Linked DNA regions of Mus musculus: regions 1, 2, 3 and 5 are each linked to region 4. Evidence: chromatin contacts called from public Hi-C, HiChIP or PLAC-seq and promoter capture Hi-C data. All regions are on one chromosome and are shown on one strand. Each heading gives the region's core, a stretch centred on a gene start, on an enhancer-like site or on the middle of the called end of the contact. The rest is flanking DNA. Distances are from core to core; before and after follow the strand shown. Region 1 overlaps Snx29 (sorting nexin 29). Region 2 overlaps Snx29 (sorting nexin 29). Region 3 overlaps Snx29 (sorting nexin 29). Region 4 holds the start of Shisa9 (shisa family member 9). Region 5 overlaps Snx29 (sorting nexin 29).

Region 1 (2,700 bases), core at 17-2,516, 290 kb after region 4:
CCATGTTCATGAGACTAATCTGTAGGGATGTGGCAGACAGGGAGTACTGGGGTCTGGACTCTAGTGCTAGGCCCTGGGCAGTGGGAGGGTTAGATGAATAAGTACAACAGTCAGTATGCCTAGGGTTCTCCTACTCGAGGACAGAGGGTGCCACACTGGAGGCTGCAGATCCTATCCCATTGAAGAAGGCAAACATCCTGTTTAAAATGACATCTGCCTTGCTAATCATGACACTTGATGCGTAATGTGGCTGCCCAGTTCCTCTTCAGCTGCCTCTTTACTGGACAAACGGATCACAGCCATGTACCTGCTTCTGTGGGCTGTGGATCCTTCCCTGAGCTCCACTTCTGAGTCATATTAAACAAACAAATGCTGGTGTCTCCATTGTGGCCACAAGAAGGCCACAGTAGTGGAAATGAGAGCAGTGAGTTGGGGCTTGGGGCAAGGGACAAGCAGGCTGACTGCAAAGACCTCTGGAAGGAGGTGCACCTGCAGAGGAATGTTGGTTTGGTAAGGTGCAAGCTATATAATCTCAAGTGGCTTGTGTGACATCTCGGAAGCTCTATCCCTCTATCAAATGGGCTAATGGCATCACTGCTGCCGCCTGGTGCTCATGGTGCTCAGGATGCTGGCCTTCCATGACAGTAGTCTCAGCCTTTCTCACTTGATTTGGGGAGCTTTTATCTTAGATGCCCAGAGAGGTAACATTGTCAGCTTGTCAGGGTCTAGAATTATTCAGCACATTTCTGAGAAATTCTGTGAGGGATTGTATTGAGTAAATTAACTGAGGTGGGGGGTGTGTATTAAATGCACTGGTGACCCCATGCCATGGGCTGGAATCTAAGACTGAGAAAACAAGAAATAAGCTGAACACAAGTTTTTAATCTCTGCTTCCAGAATGTAGATGCCAGGTGACCAGCAGCCTCACACTTGTGCCACTTACCTGCCCTAATGACAAGAGTTCCTAATGTGGTACCCATGAATCTTGGGTCGAGAGTCCTCCCCACTACCCTCCCGACAAGCACGCCAATGAGGAGGGCCCTCTTATGTGGGGTTGCTGTTTTAGCTTTTGTTCAGTAAAATGAAGTGCCCTAAGCTCATGAAAGCAACCTCAGGAGCCACCTGGAAAACCGGAGCAAGAGCTGAACGCCTTCTCCATAAAACTGCACCGGAGCTCAGACAGGCAGTTTTCAAAAAGCATCCAATTATAGCCCTGGGCCACTGGTCTCCTGCGCTAACAAGATGAAATTGATTTACTTTCTGAGCCAGGCAATCCAGCTGCCAGTGAACACCACTCCCTTTCAATTGTGTAATCTCTACTCTGTCCAGTGGTTTTTCTGGGATTTCATTTCCATAGTTAAAAGACAGAGATTTGAGCAGAGGTGAGAACTAGTCTGTAAAGTTCTCATTCCCAGCTGGATGCCAGGAAAATTTATTCTTTATATTTTTTAGAATCCCTGTTAATGTGTGTTTGTGCCAATAGACAGGAGAAAGCAAGGTGGAGAAGCACCCAGGTGGTAACACTCATGCCTCCACAGGCTGGATTCAACCATCCCAATGCTTTGAGAGTCAAAGTTTTGAGGGAATGGTGCTGATTTCTAGTATTTATTTAAACATTAAACCTTGCTCCATTAAAAGAAAAATCACAGAAATTGATAGACCCTATGGAATAAAGCAGAATAAATACATGGCAGCTCGTTCACCTTGACAGCCTAGTTCAACCAGGGCTGGCTCCAAGGGCGTCTAGATCACTTACTTGATTCTTTTGTTATTTGTCTGAGGTCAACTGCCAACAGGCAGGGGATGCAGTAAATGACCCAAAGCCACACTTGATCTCGAACATCTCCAAGCCAAAGCCCCTGTGACACAGGAACAAACAAGCAAGCCATGGAGACATGGAAGAGGAGATACTTCATCCACTGGGACATAAAAGCTGGCTGGGGTTGGGGCTAGGGAGGGAGGGAGAATCCAGGTAAAATAAAACTTGAAGTTCTAAGAATATCACAAAGGTAGGGTAAAGAACCCACCACCCTTCCTGATGGCTCACATTAGCATGGAGGGCCACTGGGAACAGTCGGTGATCAGATGGACTGACTGGCTTGTCACTGACTTAGGGAGTCAGAGAACATTCTGTGCTCCATGTGTAAGTGCATACCTGCACACACACACAGCAAATGGGCAAACACTGCAAGCCCACCATGAGGGGACAAAAGTGCTGACTGCTCCTTAGTGAGAGGCAGGACACATGCAATTACCACACGTGGCTGATTCTGCCCTATGTCAGCAAAGCTACCACATGTGTTAATTCCACCCCACAGAAGCCTATAAGGAATCCTGTCCTCAGTTGACTGCTGTAAACTGGAATAGTCCCACTAGCACTGCGGTGACAAATGTTCTTCATGATCTCTTTTGACTCTTCTCTGCTCAGTGAGCACATAATGGTGCCTCTTAAAGGGCTGGATCAATCCTGAATTACCCATTCAATTAAAGGAGGTTGATACGAGAAATATGCCACCTGATAATAAGCAATAATTACTGACTGTGCTGTGCACTCAAGATGTGAGGTGCAGATGCTGAAAGGCATTTCCTTGCCTCAGTGAATGGAAGGAGAAAGGACTGGGGTACCACTGAGGGCAGATACACACTTGCCTAGTGTGTACAAGGTCCTGAGTTCCATCCTCAGCGCCATGAATTAATCAA
Region 2 (2,700 bases), core at 62-2,561, 400 kb after region 4:
ATTCACATGCACACGCACATGTGTTCAGAAAAGAAACATTATCATATCTACAGCCTTACAAACAGATGAGAGGAAAGCTGCACAGAGGAACAGTCTGGAGGAGTGACTGTGTGCGAGGTAGTGACACACACCTCTGACAACGGTGTGATAAAACACAGCTCTGTATGCTGACTAAAAGGTAATGTTAGAGACAGACATCGCTGCTAGTGAGGAACTGAAGTGTCATCCCTGTCTCACTGCTAAGTATCTCTGCCAGGTTGCCAAACTTGCACATGTTCTTCCTGCAGCCCAATTGCCCTAGCCCACCCAAGCTGACAGGCAAAGGACCTGCACACCTTCCCCTCCATGGCAAGGTCTCAAATACTGCCCTCGCCCCCGTCTCTGCACTCACTGACCCTTGGATGAAGAGTACTCAGCTGGTAGAGCAGAGTCCCAAAAACAAGGGAGAAGGTCTGTTCACCGCTAAGCGCTCATCTGTTCACTACTTGTTCGCTGTGAGCTAACGTAAGCTGGAGTCTCCATGGCATCCTTCCTTCCCCTCGAAGTACATCCCATTCCCTATTCTCCGTTCCCCACATCTGACCAGGGCTCTCCGCTGTCTCAGTGCAGAAGCAAGACCCTGTGATCAGATGAAGAGCAAGAGCGGAGGCTCAGCTGGGTTGCCAGCATAAATTCAAAGCTTTGGCCAGGAATAAAAGAAGCAAAGCCTTGTCTTCTCTGAATGTGAACTTGGAAGAAAAGATTTGCTCAGGGGAATCACAGCCATCTATGAACAGAAGGGGAATTACCCATGCCTAAAATCAGACTGTCCTGGACTGAAGATAAGCAGGACAGCAACAAGTACCCCAATAGTTCCCTGGCTAAACAGATAAAAATCCCACTCCTCCTTTTTACAAAGATTACAGTGGGCCCAGCAGCAAAACAGCAAGGCTGCCTTCTAAGTAGCAGCCTGGGGACCCAGACTCGGGCCCTCTTGTGGCTGGGCCACACAGAATCCATGGCTCACAGGTACCCTGCAAGGAAAACAAGAACCAGGAAATGTTCGTTCTCCAGTTGATCTCTCCCCCAGCCTGGACCGCACAGCAGTTCTATTTATACCCCAGTAGCCTGAGCAAGTCACATGGTCCCAAGGAGAAAACTGAAATAGGACTTAGTAAATAAATGTATTGTGTCTGCCTCAGCCAGTTTGATCTAGCTTCCCTGTGGTCTTCATCGAAAATGCTGTTTAAATGGGTTACCAGTCAGATGCCAGGGGTCCTGCTGGATGCTAGGGCTAGAACAGCTAGAATGGTGATGATTGGGGCACGTCTACTGCCATCTGCTGGGCTTGCAGCAGAGCAGACTTGGGGAAAGGGCAAAATGAGAACACAGTCAAGGCAAGTACAGAGAAAGCTGCCCTATCAGGATCAGGATGTAGGATACAAAGGATGCTGAGGACACCTGGGGACCGAACCCAGTTTGTAGAAGAGCAGAGAAGTGGCCCAAGCGAGCCTCAACCTTATAATGCCCCTGCCCCTGCCCCTGCCCCTGCCCCTGCCCCAGCCTGCTAGGTGCTAGAATTACAGGCACCTTCCACCACACCCTCTTCAGATGAGATCTTAAAGGTGAAGAAAATAAGTTACTCTCTCTCTTCATCTCCTCTCTCTGTGTGCATGCCCTTTTTCTCTTTCTTTCTCTCTCTCTCTCTGACCCACTCCCTCCCCCACTTTCCTCATGGCAACTTCCCAACCTCAGTCCTTGGGTCCAGTGAACTCTCCTGGCTGAGAGAAGCTTCCCAATAAACCCGCCTTGTGTGTGTGTGTGTGTGTGTGTGTGTGTGTGTGTGTGTGTGTGTGTGTAAAGTTAACAAGGAAAGATGAGTCAAGGATAGAAGACAGAAAAAAGGAATCAAGTTAGTTGTCAAGTTAGACAGCTTGCCCCAACCCCCATGCAAAGATGTGCTTCTGAAAGATGAAACAAGTTCTAGGTAAGGTGAGAAATGAGGCTGAAGGCAGCAGCAAGAGTTTACTAACACACACATCAGTGGTCTTCAGATGCCTTGAGGTACAGGTGAGTCACTGTAGCCAGAAGAGACTTCGGTACAAGGCTGGCAAACCTTGGTCTCCTCAGTCACATCAGCTGTCTGCTCTCTGAAGTTTGTCGCTCTACCCTCAAGCAGCAGGCTTTTCAAGTAAAACAAAGGCCAGCTTATCTGGTGCTCACAACAGCCCTGATCCCTCCCAAGGTGTGCCCAGCACCAACAGAACAGCCCTGAACCTCTTCCATCAAGACCAGGCGACTCTGGCTTCAGGAAGCTTCTTCCTGCATAAAGGGAGAAACCTAACAGAGACTCAAAATACTGGAGGGCTGAGGAGCTGAAATCAGCCACTATAATTACCAATATTTTTATCTGTTGTCCAAAAGAAGAGCCTTGGATCATCTTCCAAGTGTGTCTCTGTGGAAGTTCGCCTACTCCTTCCTAAGTACTCCAGACTCCCGGTCAGAGGCAGGCCCAGATTCCAGGCCGCCACAAAGACAAAACCAACACTTAGGCATCTGAGCAGCCTCCTCCATCTCTGGTTGGATTTTTTAGACAGAGTCTCAACTATACAACCCAGGTTGGCCTCAAACTCAGGATCCTCCTGCCTCCGCCTCCCAGGTGCTAGGATCACAAGTGTATTACATTATACCCAAATGAGACAAAGAGAATCCCTTATCTGC
Region 3 (2,825 bases), core at 22-2,521, 460 kb after region 4:
CTGAGTCAGCCTCCTTCTACTCATCCTCCATGATACCGAGAGAAGTCCAGGCATGGCGGTACAGACTTGTCATCCAAGCTACTCAGGAAGATGAGGAATGACTTCAAGTTCAAAAACAGCCTGCGCTATACAGCAAGTCTTTGAACAACCTAGATGACTTTGTGAAACTTGTCTCATAATAAGTGAAGATGGCTGGGGATGTGGCCAGTGGTGAGTGCTTGTCTACAGCTGGGGAGTGCCATGTGGTCCTGATGTCTGCCTCCAGCACAGAAAATCAAAAATGAGAATCTAAGTCAGGCAGAGTAGGCATGTCTATAATCCGAATAACCAGGAGACCGAGACAAGAGAGTCATAAGTTCAAGGACAGCCAGATATATAGAACCTTAGAGAAAGTACCGAGCTCAAACCCCCAAAACCAGGTGGTCTCCATGAGCTGGGAACGCATGCCCTGGCTGTCCTGTGCTATAAGCATGATGAGGTTCTGTCACCCAGGTGACTGTCCCAGCCCCAGGGCCCTACTTCCTGCTCCATTCCTCCCTTCCCTGTACTATCTGTTAGCAGCAAACTGCTACTCTCTTCAAGTACCTAGGATTACTACAGTGCGCCTTGCAGAAAATGCTGAGTGAACAGAGCTAAAAGGGGAGAGAAAAAGAACCTTCTCCATCCCACGATTCATGGGTGGGCAAGCGTAGCACACAAGCCCGTCACTGGCATGCCTCTGCTCCCGTGCCAGGGAGGTGCGGCTGAGCAGCAAGGCAGACTGTGCGGGAGGCATGCTCGCTGGACACCCAAGCACATGTTTATTCATTTTTAGAAAGCCTGCGGTGCCCTCCCCCTTATCCCATGAAATCTGACCATCCTACTCAGCTTCTATTCCTGTCCCTTGCTCATTTGCGTAATTTTAACACTGCAGAATATAGCTAGCCTAAGAATATTTTTTATAATTACACCCATCACAGGAACTGTCAGTATCTAATGAAGGATAATTTCAGCTATTATAAGAAGCTTAAAAGATCATTTTCATGAATAATTCGTAATATGAATCATTAAATTCAAACAATGTCAGAAATTTCAAAAAAAGAGAGAGAAAAAAAAGAAGGAAAAAAAGAAAAGAAAAGAAAAATATTTTAGGTGCCTAAAAGTCACTCTCCCTTTAAAGGCAGAGTCTGACGAGCTCGGAAACCCAAGGTTGAGTGACAGTGGGGAGGAAGTAATGTGGAGGTTGGGTTGGAGGTTTCTTCTGGCCCTGCCTATCTCTCCAGCTCAGCTCAGCCCTGCTCCTGCTGCCCACACCCAAGATGCAAGCCCTGAGCCCCTCGGCCTCCATTCTAGTGTACCTGCCCAACCCGCTTCCTCTGCCAAAACAGGAAACACCCTGGTCTGGAAACAGAATGAATGCACACAGTGCTGGCTCTGCTGGTAAATACCCTGAGCACCCAGATCCAGCCATAGCTGGTTTCAACTGTCTGCTAAAGGCGAGGGAAGTTAGAGTAAAGCGGCAGGCCTCACAGACCTTTCTAACAGCAGGATCACAGGTCTCCTGTCTAGGCTGGGCTAAAGCCCAGGAAGCGGACTGCAGGCTGGCTGCTGGGGTGGGAATGTGCTTGAATGCTGCTGGAGGGATAGTCAAGATCTAGATCTAGATGACACTGACTTCCAGGGCTGCCATCTGTCCCTATCGGAGGCACTGAGGTCTTTGTGCTCACCCCCGCCCCCACCTGCCAGCCTATACATGCAGAGAATGATTTGTGAGCAGACAGCACACCCATGGTGATTCCAATATTCTGATACCGAAAGGATGACCCAGAAAAGTTCTATTAAGTGACAGTGTTACCTGGAAAAGACAAGGCAGGTCTGGGACCTCCAATTCCTCCAAAGGTCAGCTGATAACTATTTTAGTGTGTATTTTAGAGGACACCCCCTTCCTGTCTCTGCTGGAACTATCTAGCTATACAACTGCCTCATGAAAGCAGCCATCAGTGATACTAACAAATAGGTGTGGGCATGTCACAATAGAACTAGATCTACAGTTCAAATCCCAGCACCCAGATAGCAGCTCACAGCCTATAAACTCCAGTGCCACGTAATCTAATACCCTCTGCACAAACACATATGCAAGCATGTGCTGCACAAACATACAGCCAAGGAAATATACAGAATTTTTTTTAAAAACTGGGTTTACAAACAAGGCAGCTTGTTCCCAAGCCAACCCAGTATGCTCGAATCACATTTGGAGAGAAAAATGTAGAGCAGGTACACGTATCAGAGAGCCTAAGGTCTGTCTGTGTACATTCATATGTATCATTCATTTCTGGTTACTTAGAGAACTAGAAGAGATGGGTGACTAGGGATCATTATATTGCTGTTCAAAACCTGATAAAATATTCAATTACACAAAAAAGAGAATGGGACACAAGCTACCTCAGGACTGCTCCCACTGAAGCTAGTTCTCTTGTGATAGAGTCAAATCCCAAAAAACAGCCCTCTATAATTCATACTCATGTGGGGAAAGGGGAAAAATAATAACTGAGAATCCAAGAAGATAAATTTTATGCTGTCTTCCAAAAACCAAGCCAACAAAAGATAAAGAGTAGTTTAAAGTTGTGTGACCCCAGCCTGTGACCCTCTGTTACGTGGCAGTTATTGGGGAGGAGGGGTAGGCTGAGTCTGTGCCTGTTCCAAATGACACAACAGCAGGTGTGTGTGTGTGTGTTTCAACTCTTGTCTAGAATATACTGTATATGTACCTTAGATTCAACGGAGTGTATATGTGTATGTAACTTGGATTCAACTCTATATGTAAGTATATGTGTATGTAACTTGGA
Region 4 (2,700 bases), core at 123-2,622:
TCGCCTGCCTCTGTTTACCTCCATAAATGGATCCTCTCCCCAAAACGCAAGAGTTTAAAGACCCGGCTATGTGTCTCAAGACCCACCATCATATCTGGTGAGAGGGAACAGGAGGTGGGCGAGGGGAAAAGAGACTTTCCCCTTCCACACTCGGCCTTCACTCCCACCTGTGCTGAGCCCAATGCCTTGCTTGGCTCAATGCTACAAGGGAAAGTTGTCGTCCTGGATGACATTCCCCAATCGGAGACCTTGGGGTGGAGGGAAGCACGGCTGGGGAATGTTGGAGATGGATGGGAAAGGAAAGTGGACCCAAAGAGGGGGGCGAAGGGGAGGCAGCCCACCTGGACATGTGTTCCCTTTGGGGCCGGTGCGCTTTCTCCAGCCCCAGCTTGGTGAAGATGCCCACCAGCACCATGACAGCCACCACCCCGCAGATGATGTAGACGATAAGGTTGGTCTTGTCCTTGGTGGGGTCGTGCAAGGGGTCATCCTTACGCGCTGGGGGCTTGCCCGTGTTAAGCCAGAGTGGCGTGTCGTAGTTGGTACAGGTGCTCTGGTTCAGTCGCCGCTTCTTAAACGTGCAGCAGAACCGGAAGCCACAAGTCCCGCAGCAGAAGATGAAGTCGCCCGAGCTGCAGTTGAACGGCGGGTCCCACTGGCCCATGACATCGAAGTAGCCCCGACAGGAGTCTGGCGTGGGCGCTCGAGTCGGCGGTGCGTCCGAGCCCCCGACGCCCTCGCCGGCCTCTCCGGAGGCGGCTCCGGAGCGGTTGCCCCCTGTGAGCAGCAGTACGCCGCCCAGTTGCGCTAGCTGCCCGTGCCCAGATCGCTCCTGCGCCCGGCACATGCGGGCACACAGCTCGGTGAGGAAGCAGCCGAGAAGCAGCCGAAGGACTCGGCGCATCGTGTCTCCCAACCCGGGCTGGAGCGCTCGGCCGCCGCTGGAGCCGCTACCGCCGCCTCTGGACGCGCGGCCGAAGCTGCCGAGGCTGCTGGCGGGGGCTGCGGGCCGCCGCTGGCCGCACATGCAGGGAGGCGGCGCGGGGCGCTCGGTGGTCGGCGGCCACTGCGCTCGGCTCAGACTGCGTTCGCCTCCAGCGCGACGCGCGCCGAGGAAGGGGGCCGGCCGGGGAGGAGCGCGCCGGGGCCGGGCGGGGACGGAGCAGGAGCGGGGGCCAGCGCGGGGTGCAGGTCCTGCTGGCCACCGGGGGAGGCGGGGGTGGAAAACAGGAGAGAGTCGCTGTGTCCGTAACTCCCTTCCACCCGCCACCCGGGACTCGGCTCCCCACGTCCGCTCGCTCGCAGGATGCTCTTCACCTCTCTAGCACGCCAAGTGCGCTGGAGAGAGAGAGAGAAGCGACACTTGTGGAATGAAGGGAGGGCCAGAGGGAAGGGGGAAGGGGAGGAGGGCGGATAGAGGAGGGGTGGTGGTGAGCGCTAGCTCGAAAGGGGCGGGGGCGCGTAAAGAGGTGACTCGGGCGGGCGGGGGCGAATAGGGGGCGTGCAGAGAGAGCTCGGGCAAAAGCAGCAAGCTCCACCGCTGCCAGGCTCGAAAGAACAGCTCTGATTTCTCGGCAGGTGGAAAGAACCACGGCCGGGACCTCTGGCACCCTCTCGGGGAGAAAGGTGCTCCTCACCCCAAGCAAAGACTCAGAGGTGGTTCCGCCCTCGATTTCCCCCCCTAGGGGTGCGTGCGCAGGAGCTGCGATTGCAATCTGTCGATCAGGGAAGGGGTGACTAGGAGAATCGGGACAGATTAGATGGCTTGCTCACTCCAAGACACACTAGAAGCAGTGTAGACAAGATCTCCCTCCTCCTCCCGGGCGTGCAGGAACTGCCTTGCCCTTTCCGGGGATGCGACCTCATGCCTGGCGCGAGCCTGGGATGGTTCGAGTCCCTGAACAGAGAAGAGGCTGGAACTGGGAAGGTGGGTTAGGTGTCAAACCCCTTGGGCTGTGGTAAGCACCCCAGAACAGGGGCTTGGGAACTCATATTAAAAGCTGGGTGGTCTGGCGAGGCGGTCAGCGGACAAAGCGAAGGCAATGGCTCACCCTGGAAGGGCTCTCCTAAGAACTCCCCTAGCCCTTAGGACCTGCCGCTTTCTGTCCCTCTTCGCCCCCGCAGCGAACGCTGAGCTCCACAGGAGGGCACACAGCGGCGCCGCCTCTGCGCTGGCAGTTTTGGCGCAGCGCAAGGCCTGGGCACTCATCCTCAGCCACTCGTTTCTGCAGCCCGCGCGACAGTCTCCAGAGCAGGCTGTCCCCTGTCCCCACGGAGCCCCCCTTCCCCGACATCCTCACCGAGGTTGTTTCCTTGGCTCCCAGCATCTCTTCTCAACCTTTCCAAATTTGTTCTCTCTTCCTTTCTCCTGACTGATTCCTCCCAGCCCTCCATAAGCCCTCGACCATTTCTCCTATTTCTTCCTGCCCTCTACTTGAATTTGATTTCAATAGCCCCTAAATCAGGATTCACATCAAAGCTGCTAAGCTAAATTTATATCCCCACACGCCCTGGCGTTTTGTTTTTTAATTGTATTAACTGAGTATGCTCTTTGCAGTAGGCTGGGTGAATCACAGAGGAAGCAATGTTTTCTGTTCCCTCTCCTCTTGTTTGGTTTCAGCTGCAGGACTCTTGGGGGAAATTTTCAAAGGACCACGAAGTTGGGCCACATGTAAAATGGTCTGCTGGGATCCTCTTAAT
Region 5 (2,700 bases), core at 144-2,643, 310 kb after region 4:
AATGAAGTGTCCCAAACTTTTCATGATTTTATTTTCTTTAACAGAGTCTGACATGTTGCCTTCTACTCTTGAAGCTGTGATTAGAGTTTTCTGATCAGAGCTGGAGAGATGACCCAAGTGCATAAAAGTGTTCATTCCTCAAGGCTAACAACCTGAGTTAGATCACTAGGCTCCAATGTAGTAAAAGACATATTCTATACAGTCATCCTCTGGCCTCTACAGGGGTGCTCCAGCATGCACGTGTACACACAGACAGACAGACACACAGAGACATACACACACCATGCACACATAAGAAATAACAACAAACAAAGGACTTTCTTGTCAGTGTTCCCAGAGTTCAAGTAAAGAACAGAAGTGATTTTTTTGACACTGGGAAGCATTTAGAAACCACTACAACTGCAGCTACTGCCATTGTCACCATCACCACCACCACCATCATCACCACCACCACCACCACCACCGCCACCATCATTATCATCATAGTCCCTCTTCTTTATTTTGGAGCTCTGTTGAGGGTTTTGTCTTTTACTGTGGATAGTAACGTTAAGTGCAGACCCCAAAGACCTGGAGTCTGCACGTAGACCCTGTGACCCTGCCCCCCAGTTAATTGTGATTAGTAAATAAAGATGACAATAGCCAACAGCTAGGCAGAAGAGACATAGGTGGGGTTTAGGTTTCCTGGGCTTAGGACCACGGGGAGGACGAACATGCAGAAGAGGAGGAGGAAGAAAAAGAAGCTGCCATGGGCTAAGGTCAAGAGAGTGTGGCCCCGAGGGCTGCCCAATTGGAGCTAAGAGCAGCCCAGATGGAACATAGTAAATAGTAGTAACTCGGGATTATCGATAGGGAAATAGAGTCTGACAGCACGGAGGGCTGTACATATGAAAGGCTTAGTGACCAGCACTGGCCTTATTCACATTTCCCCTGTCCTTTCTTCATAAATACATTAGTGCAAAGGTGACTACAGAAGAGGTGAATTTGGTGACACAACTCAGTCACTGAAACTTTCCACCAGATGACTTCCTTTTGCTAAGCCACATGCCTGTTTTTCCTTTGACTTCTTCTTCTAACTGAGGTGTTTAACACCTGTTTCTCTCCACACCTTTCCTGGGCTCCCTGCTCTGCACCTGTCCCCTGTCACTGAGCCAGCAGCACTCAGATGCTAGAGCTGAGATTCCTTCACCACTCCTGGACTATAAGCGTCACACCGTCCTTGAGGACATCAATCAGCATTGGACACATTTTCCACAGCCTTGTCTCTCTGCCCCTAGAAAACCGTTTCCACACGGCTGCCAAGTCAGGCTGCCCCTCCTAGCTCTAGACAGTAGAGCAGTCTGACAGTCACCACGGCTGGGAAGCCTGGCACAGAGCTTGGGACTCACAGTCTCTTGGGAGGAGGCTGCCAGCACAAGGAGATAACCTCTCAAGGTTAGGCCTGAAACGCTTTTCTATATCTAGGAGAGGCTGAGGCAGAGATGCAAAGCTTAGAGCAACAGCTCCACCTCTTCTGCCTCATTAAGAAACCAAGACTTTTGAAGCCCAGCTCCAAACAACAAAACCTAAAAGCTCCCAGCCCTCCTGGTCTAGTGTGGTGGCTCAGAGACTAACACGATGTGAAGGCCTCCTGAAGCTGGAACCATTCCAAAGGCAGACAACAGGGAAGCTCTCCCAAGCCAGAAGGCATCTATTCACCACCATGTGTCTACTTCTTCAAAACCAGAAATAAAATAATCATTACCCCTGTGCCACATGCCTCCGGGAAGCATTCATCACATAAATACAACCCCTAGGAGCTGACATCTGAGCAGCTGCAGGCTGCCGGAAGACAGTCCCTACACACTGCCTCCTGCAGGCTGCCGAGAGACAGACAGTCCCTACACACTGCCTCCTGCAGGCTGCCGAGAGACAGACAGTCCCTACACACTGTCCCCTGTAGGCTGCCGAGAGACAGACAGTCCCTACACACTGCCTCCTGCAGGCTGCCGAGAGACAGACAGTCCCTACACACTGCCTCCTGCAGGCTGCCGAGAGACAGACAGTCCCTACACACTGCCCCCTGCAGGCTGCCGAGAGACAGACAGTCCCTACACACTGTCCCCTGCAGGCTGCTGAGAGACAGACAGCAATGGGCAATTGGGCTGTGCAGCAATGGCACCAGCAGGTGAGAAGCTGCAGCATGATGGTACCTGTTCCAGAAGCATCAGTGTCCAGCTCCATTTTGCCAATATAGCAAGGAAAAAGACAGGCAGTTACTTGAATCCTGGCCTGAAGCCAGGGCAGCCCTGGTTCTTAATTCTTGACTGGAGAGGAAAGTGTGTCTGTGTGTTTACATGCTCATGTACACACGTATGTGTACATGTGCATATAGAAAACAGAAGATAACCAATAGTCAGCTGATGTTCCATCTCCCCCTTCCACACAGTCTCTCATAGGTGCAGAACTCATCAGGTAGGTGAGGCAAGTTGCCCAGCAAGCCCTGGGGACCTGTTTCCACCTCCTTAGCACTGGGATCATGATACACATAACACACCAGCATTTTCAGATGGATTCTCAGGGTGGAACTCAGGCCCTCAACACACCCATTCCCAACATACTCATCACCAACTAAGCTCCAGAAACATACTTTTGTCATAAGTGTAGGACGATTATACCATGCTGTGTCTACACAGACAACCCTGTGGGTACAGAGTAACTCAA

Evidence for each region. Promoter capture Hi-C pulls out the DNA fragments that hold promoters and counts their contacts. A called contact is a pair of places that touch in the nucleus more often than the background predicts. HiChIP or PLAC-seq counts read pairs in DNA pulled down with a chosen protein or histone mark.
Region 1: a Hi-C map of the N1E-115 cell line shows a contact between it and region 4, with 5 times the contacts expected there. The contact joins the enhancer-like site here to the promoter of Shisa9 in region 4. A contact is called at or near these places in 7 of 39 promoter capture datasets (the C10 cell line, embryonic stem cells, hematopoietic stem and progenitor cells and 3 more), 1 of 15 datasets of contacts at CTCF or cohesin (the NIH/3T3 cell line), 14 of 484 Hi-C or Micro-C datasets (the AML12 cell line, the HPC-7 cell line, the N1E-115 cell line and 9 more), 7 of 115 datasets of contacts at active chromatin or transcription factors (astrocytes, bone marrow-derived macrophages, embryonic forebrain and 4 more) and 1 of 9 other capture datasets (embryonic stem cells).
Region 2: a contact with region 4 is called in a promoter capture Hi-C map of hippocampal neurons, with 6 times the contacts expected there. The contact joins the enhancer-like site here to the promoter of Shisa9 in region 4. A contact is called at or near these places in 9 of 39 promoter capture datasets (the HPC-7 cell line, cranial neural crest, embryonic stem cells and 4 more), 4 of 484 Hi-C or Micro-C datasets (cortical neurons and cranial neural crest), 5 of 115 datasets of contacts at active chromatin or transcription factors (astrocytes, embryonic forebrain, embryonic midbrain and 2 more) and 1 of 9 other capture datasets (embryonic stem cells).
Region 3: a Hi-C map of cortical neurons shows a contact between it and region 4, with 4 times the contacts expected there. The contact joins the enhancer-like site here to the promoter of Shisa9 in region 4. A contact is called at or near these places in 3 of 39 promoter capture datasets (embryonic stem cells, frontonasal cranial neural crest and pre-B cells), 1 of 484 Hi-C or Micro-C datasets (cortical neurons) and 4 of 115 datasets of contacts at active chromatin or transcription factors (astrocytes, embryonic forebrain, embryonic midbrain and 1 more).
Region 5: an H3K4me3 HiChIP or PLAC-seq map of forebrain shows a contact between it and region 4, with 3 times the contacts expected there. The contact joins the enhancer-like site here to the promoter of Shisa9 in region 4. A contact is called at or near these places in 8 of 39 promoter capture datasets (embryonic stem cells, frontonasal cranial neural crest, hematopoietic stem and progenitor cells and 4 more) and 4 of 115 datasets of contacts at active chromatin or transcription factors (astrocytes, embryonic forebrain, embryonic stem cells and 1 more).

Annotation. Positions count from the first base shown.
Region 1 is chr16:11,693,122-11,695,821 of GRCm38.p6, reverse strand. All of the region lies in intron 18 of Snx29 (sorting nexin 29), which reads right to left. Among named protein-coding and RNA genes, the nearest start is that of 4833415N18Rik, 85 kb to the left of the region's middle. Within about 2 kb of position 1,266, at least 17 of the 459 cell types and tissues checked have an H3K27ac peak or open chromatin away from gene starts, as enhancers often do. A contact at or near this core is called in the N1E-115 cell line and bone marrow-derived macrophages, where this site is marked.
Region 2 is chr16:11,578,377-11,581,076 of GRCm38.p6, reverse strand. All of the region lies in intron 15 of Snx29 (sorting nexin 29), which reads right to left. Among named protein-coding and RNA genes, the nearest start is that of Gm32100, 4.0 kb to the left of the region's middle. Within about 2 kb of position 1,311, at least 61 of the 459 cell types and tissues checked have an H3K27ac peak or open chromatin away from gene starts, as enhancers often do. A contact at or near this core is called in cortical neurons, forebrain, hippocampal neurons and 1 more, where this site is marked.
Region 3 is chr16:11,525,122-11,527,946 of GRCm38.p6, reverse strand. All of the region lies in intron 14 of Snx29 (sorting nexin 29), which reads right to left. Among named protein-coding and RNA genes, the nearest start is that of Gm32100, 57 kb to the left of the region's middle. Within about 2 kb of position 1,271, at least 99 of the 459 cell types and tissues checked have an H3K27ac peak or open chromatin away from gene starts, as enhancers often do. A contact at or near this core is called in cortical neurons and embryonic stem cells, where this site is marked.
Region 4 is chr16:11,982,785-11,985,484 of GRCm38.p6, reverse strand. It overlaps Shisa9 (shisa family member 9), which reads right to left and starts at 1,372. Exons shown (of 5, transcript NM_028277.2): 1 at 342-1,372. The coding sequence starts at 904. It overlaps Gm32278 (predicted gene, 32278), which reads left to right and starts at 1,740. Exons shown (of 2, transcript NR_155455.1): 1 at 1,740-1,927.
Region 5 is chr16:11,669,749-11,672,448 of GRCm38.p6, reverse strand. All of the region lies in intron 18 of Snx29 (sorting nexin 29), which reads right to left. Among named protein-coding and RNA genes, the nearest start is that of Gm32100, 87 kb to the right of the region's middle. Within about 2 kb of position 1,393, at least 36 of the 459 cell types and tissues checked have an H3K27ac peak or open chromatin away from gene starts, as enhancers often do. A contact at or near this core is called in forebrain, where this site is marked.